Linked DNA regions of Mus musculus: region 2 is linked to region 1. The links are chromatin contacts, called in public HiChIP or PLAC-seq maps. All regions are on one chromosome and are shown on one strand. Each heading gives the region's core, a stretch centred on a gene start, on an enhancer-like site or on the middle of the called end of the contact. The rest is flanking DNA. Distances are from core to core; before and after follow the strand shown. Region 1 holds the start of Dab2ip (disabled 2 interacting protein). Region 2 overlaps Ttll11 (tubulin tyrosine ligase-like family, member 11).

What was found. HiChIP or PLAC-seq counts read pairs in DNA pulled down with a chosen protein or histone mark.
Region 2: an H3K4me3 HiChIP or PLAC-seq map of embryonic limb bud shows a contact between it and region 1, with 2.9 times the contacts expected there. The contact joins the enhancer-like site here to the promoter of Dab2ip in region 1. A contact is called at or near these places in 2 of 484 Hi-C or Micro-C datasets (bone marrow-derived macrophages and embryonic stem cells), 10 of 115 datasets of contacts at active chromatin or transcription factors (astrocytes, bone marrow-derived macrophages, craniofacial prominence and 4 more) and 2 of 9 other capture datasets (adipose tissue and macrophages).

The regions. Positions count from the first base shown.
Region 1 is chr2:35,620,487-35,623,319 of GRCm38.p6, reverse strand. It overlaps Dab2ip (disabled 2 interacting protein), which reads right to left and starts at 1,339. Exons shown (of 16, transcript NM_001114124.2): 1 at 1,037-1,339. The coding sequence starts at 1,160.
Region 2 is chr2:35,842,607-35,845,439 of GRCm38.p6, reverse strand. All of the region lies in intron 6 of Ttll11 (tubulin tyrosine ligase-like family, member 11), which reads left to right. It overlaps Gm10829 (a long non-coding RNA gene), which reads right to left. Exons shown (of 4, transcript XR_003953791.1): 2 at 2,214-2,356; 3 at 1,176-2,046; 4 at 1-752. Among named protein-coding and RNA genes, the nearest start is that of Gm10829, 2.5 kb to the right of the region's middle. Within about 2 kb of position 1,364, at least 18 of the 459 cell types and tissues checked have an H3K27ac peak or open chromatin away from gene starts, as enhancers often do. A contact at or near this core is called in craniofacial prominence and embryonic limb bud, where this site is marked.

The sequences.
Region 1 (2,833 bases), core at 90-2,589:
AAAGGCCGGGATATCACATGCTTTGGGGAATCCTCAAACTAAGTTTACAAACCTGTGGGCAGAGTCAGACAGCTTAAACTTGAACTCTGTGCACAGGGAACTCAGTACTTCCTAAATAAACCCTGTACATTGTTACTTGGCTCTACCGCTGGGGCCGGAACGTCTTCTCCATTCTGGGGGGAAGTAAACTAAAGCCTGCCTGCTTCACTGACCCAAACCTAAAAAATAAACAAGGGGCCACTCTCACACCTCTCCAGGCAGGCTTGGCACATTCTGCCTGTGGTGAGGCTGGGCCGGGGCCAGGCTTCCCATGCCCCAGATAACCTTAGGATGTAAACTAAGGCAGCTTCTGCATCACAGACACCTTCAGTGGGCCTAAGCCACCGAAGCATTATGGCCTTACACAACCCAGGCCTGGCAGAGTCTCTGTGTGGAGCCCCTGACCCTACTTACTTACCAGCCCAGCACAAGTCAGCATGAAACGTTAGGGCCTCTCTAGCTGAAGATCTTATTACTGGCTCGAAGAAAGGCTTGCATTTCTCCCTCCCCATTTTGAAAGAAGTACCCTTCCAAGGACCACTCAGAGTGGCTCCAGGCCCCTACAAACCTGGCTCTCCCCACAGGAAGCCCACTCAGCTCTCCATCCAAAAGATGAGGAAGCAAGACAGGACTGGAAGCACGCTAAGCTTGAGTAGCAGACAGTGGAGGCAAGTCAGGATCCACTTCGACTACTTTACTACGGCCTGCGCGCTGAGTAAACTGATGCACAGTGGAATGGGATTCGGAACTCAGAAGTACGGAGGAACTGCATATCAGACCGACCCCTTTCTCTTTGGTCCTGATATAATGGGAAACATTAGGGACCCCGCTTTCCCCCAAGAGGAAGGACCCTACAGAAGCTGGGGCAATGGGGATGGGACAGTCACGGTAGCTCCAGATAAGGAGCCATCACCCATTGACACAGGAGCCTCAAAAGCATCCGTTGGTGGTGCGGGGTTGCGAGGGACTAAGGGTCTGGGGTCAGGGTGGCGCCTACCCCTGGCTGGCCGGGTCCGGCTGCGGGAGCGGCTCCTCTGTCGCTGCAGCCGGGGCCGCCGCAGCAGCCGGTAGTAGTAGGATGGCCTCCCGGTGCTCTTCCTGGCGTTGCCGCCGGCGGACATGCTGCCGCCCGCCGGGCACCGGGCCAGGCCTGGGCGCTCACACGGGCCCCATCGGCCGCTCCGGACCGCCCGGCGGGCGCCCCGCACTCTCTCCCGCGCTCTGGTGCAGCAGCAGGCAAGACCAAGGCTGCCCTACAAAGTAGCTCCAACTCCTCCTCCTCCGCCGCCTCCCCCGCCCCGCCCTGAGCAGCCGGCCCCTCGGCGGGGGCCCGGGACCGGGAGGCTGGGCTGGCACCCGCCCGGAAAGTCAGTGCGGGCAAAATCCTGGCCTGGAGTCGTCCGGGCGACGCGGCCCGAGAGTGCCCCTGTCCCGTCCGAAGAACCCCAATAACAGCATATACCCAACAGCCATGTCTAAACTCCATATCCAACTTGGGGTGCCTGGAGCACCCTATCCCGCCACAGGTGCAGTGGTGCATGTATATATGCATACACACCAAGGCTAGGCACCTGAAATTAGAGTCTGAGGAAGGGGGTGACTGGACTGAAACATGGCCAGACCAGAGCGCCCCACAAAGCTTTGCACCTACCCCTCAGTCAGGTCGGAGTTCTGCCTGTCTCTGTTGCCTAAGATACTTAGCTACTCTTTACAGAAGGCAGTCTCCATCTGATAAAAATATGACTTTCATACCATTAAAATTATTGTGTGCATTTCAAGCGCACATAGAATACAAGGCACACCTGTGCAACCAGAGGGCTTTGCTAAGCCACTTTGCCCCATCCCCCACATAAACCACCAGAGGTGCCTGAATTTTCCCTCCCCTCTGACATTTTTAGTAGCATTAGTGAGTTTCTGAAGGTAGTAAGATCTCTACCCTACAGTGGGAGTAGAAACTGAGGCTTGGGAAAGGAATGACCACCTGCCTCTACTACCACAAGCTGAAAGACTTTCTCCAAGTCATTCTGCAGTTCCAGAAACTTCCATGGCTCCCCCGATCATAATAGCTACAAACCCAACCATCTCTCTTTGGTATTTGAAGCAACAGAAATCTTGCAAAAATCAAATCACTGGCAGCCTCACGCCAACCACCCATCCCCCCCTCAACCCTACTTGCTGCTGGCTCTCATCTCTGTCCTTCTCTTAAAATGGCCAGCAATCTGCCTGCCTCCTTTTCCCCTCCTCTTAGGTCTACCCTCCTGGTCCTAGGTAACCTCCATTTCTCTCCCCTCTCCCCAAAGCAACATTCAGACCACACCACCTACCAGTTCAAGTCAGATGGGGAAACTGAGGCCCTAAAAGATGTGTGCTCAAGTGTGTGTGTGTGTGTGTGTGTGAGAGAGAGAGAGAGAGAGAGAGAGAGAGAGAGAGAGAGAGACTTGCCTCGATCACACAAAAAGTACAAGGGCATATGGTCTTGGCCAACGGTTGTTGCATGAACTCTTATGGGAAATGGGACAGGCTAGACACTGGAGGAACTTACGGCAATCTCGAGTGGGGTAGGGTAGCCTAGGTAACAATCCAGGCCAGGTTTTTCTCCTCACAGGGGAAGCCCCCTTCCTGGCTCCTCAGTCTAGGAGGGAGGGCCTCCAGGTCAGTGGAGAGGATGGGGGTGCTGGATCACAGCTGGAGGCCAGGCGCCATCCTGGGACTTTGGAGGGTAAGGGGGGAGGGCAGGTCTCCAAACCTAGCTGCAGAAGGGTCCGCTGCCTTTCAGTCTTCTGGTCCCACTTCC
Region 2 (2,833 bases), core at 115-2,614, 220 kb before region 1:
TAGGACAATGGGGCCATCTGTCCATCTGTCTGTCTGTCTGTCCATCTGTCCATCCATACCACGATCCCGTCCAGGCTCTGGATTAGGCTCTGTGAACAGCAAGATTCAAAGGTTGAGTTCTGGCTACAAGCAAAGTGATTAAGAGTTGACATGGAGGCCTGTCATGGGGAACCTGGGAAGGAAACCTCGGAGTGTCTGAGGGTTGCCCTGAAGAAGAGACCCATATATTTGATAACTAGGTATGTGTAAGAGAAAGAGAAGATAGGGCATATTACCCAGAGCAGGAGACAGCAGGAGAAAGGTCAGAAATTACCCACAGGCCTGATGGATCTAGAGAACAGGGGGTGGGGGAGGGTATGTGGCTAAGCACAGCCTGAAGACTGCCAAGCCACAGTGGTCGGGCAAGCAGAGGACTCGGTCATCTAGCCTGAGGTCATTTGTAGGCTCTGAGGTGTGGTAGTGCCCATGGAACAGCGTTGTCAGTCACCTTTGCTGGGGTATTAGTACCCCAGTCCTTAACTTCAGCACTGGGTGGGGGACACACTCTCCTTCCATTTGTCATGCACCTCAGACTTCCTGTCAGAAACGGCCCAGAGGAAAAGTGTCCTGAGATCCTGCTGGCAGTATTAGAGGTCTATAAAAAGAGCCATTCAGAGAGAAATGAAGAGTAAGGCAGGCATCCTGGCCCTCCCCTCCTGGAGCTTCACGGCCATGAGAGAAAATTCCCATAAGGCCATACAGTCAGATTCAAACTGTGAAGAAACAAAAAAAAAAAATCAATATTTTTGCAATTCACCACATAGAACCCCCCTGTACCCTAACCTGCTTGTGGACACTTTGGGGAGCTTTCATTCCCTTATGACAATTGGCTGTGACAGGGACATAAGATGTCTCTCACAAGCCGGAGGAAATCTCTGGAATAAATCTTGGATGATAAAAATAGCTGACTCAACAGTTTTCCTCAGGTTTAAAAAAAGAAGGGAAAAACCCCAAACAATCAAACGATCATCCCCACAGGTGTTTCTGCAGGAAATTGCCTGGCTCTGGTTTTTCTCTCCTCTCTCTGGAAGTGCCCAGTTTCCCTCTGACCTCCCCATTTGTCACCAGGGCTCCACAAGAGCTTTTCCACCCCTGCCTGCCTGCCTCTGCTTCATTTCCAGCCTCGGAACTCTCACCTGCCCCTTTCACCCTGGCGACTCTGCAGAGGGCTCTCTGTTTTCTACCACGAGGCTCCCTCTTAGCATCTCCTAAATCTTCACTTGCATTGTAATAAAAGCAAAGCAGCCATCACGTGGCTAGCAGTAGACAAGTAGGCCTCCAGATCCGGAGGCACAGCCCAGCTGCACTCACCCAATCACTTTGCAGGGCAACGTGGCCTTGGGGTGGAAAAGAAACATGACCTTGCCTGTTACCACGGTGTACTTAAGTGCCTAAGTCTGGGGGCGAGGGAGAGCGGGAGGGTGACTTTAGCTGCTGTGTACAAACTGTGCGGCGAGCCAGTACCTTCACTAGCAACAAACTGAATGTCAGTCTTTTGAATGAAAGCTCAAGCATTTCTCTGAGAGACCAGAGAGGTGGCATAGCATCGGGTCAGGAAGCTCGGAAGTATGCTTGGGACCTGGGTGACCCCGTGAAACCTTAGGAGCAGACTGAAGCTGTATTTTGATAAAACCTCAGTTTCTACACCTATGACATGAAGCATGTGATACCTCGCACCTTTGGGGCCATCAAAATGCACCTGGAACAACAATGCCCAGTTAGAGGGTTTTTTGTTTGTTTGTTTGTTTGTTTGTTTGTTTGTTTGTTTAAGATGGAGGCTCATGTAGACCAAGCCAGTTTTGATCTTGTTACATAGCTGAAGAAAACCTTGGATTTCTGATCCTTCTGCCTCTACTTCCTGAGGGCTGGGATTACACATGTGTATCACCGTACCTGATTTATATGGCGCTGAGACTAGAACCCAGGGCTTCACGCACGTTAAGCCAGCGTCCTCCCAGCTGGGTAATATCCCAAGCCTGAGCACATCTTAGAGAACTCTGACTTCACCTGTTGGGGGAAGATTCCTTTTGTAGTTTGGGAATAAATTGGAAGAGTAGTTTGTTCTGCTTTATTTATGATGTAATGCTAAAAAAAAAAAAAAAAAAAAAAAAAAAAACCAAAAAAACAAATTTTAGAAAATATAAGAGGTTTCTGCTAATGTCCACCTTTCCCACCTGTAAATGGGGCTTCAGCCCTCTCTCCCAGTGCACAGGCTATTGTAATTCTGCTGGCCTTCGAAGGCTTCACGGCGCAAATGTCATCCCACATCGCTCTACCGTACGCCTCAGCGTCAGTAACCGGAAAGCATCCGCAGGCTCTGTCAAACAGTAATTTATCCCCATTGTTAGATGCCTTTGAAGGGCTCAATTACGCTCTTCTCTAAGTAGAGCAGAGCCATGGGATTACTGAATCAAGAAGGTGGGTGGGTGTCTCCAAAGCTGCTGGGGCCAGTGCTACCCTGTGCTTGCAAAGAGCTGTAGCTGCTGGTTACCATGGCTGCCACCAACTAGGGCTGTCTGGTCCTAGAGCGTGGATGTTCTGTGTAAATTAGTTGTCGATTTAGTGTATGTCAGCTAACGTAAAAGTGTGTGGGTCTTTGACTATATGAGGCTGGCCATGGTTCCGTGTGGACTTTTATGTTTGTTACTCCTATTTCACGTTGTGGGATCTGGAACATAGAGGCTTACATCCCTTGTCCGTGTGAGCATGGGTGTTTATGAGGAGGCCAGAATAGGATGTTGGGTGCCTGCTTTGACTCTCTGTATTCCTTTGAGCCAGGATCTGTCACTGAACC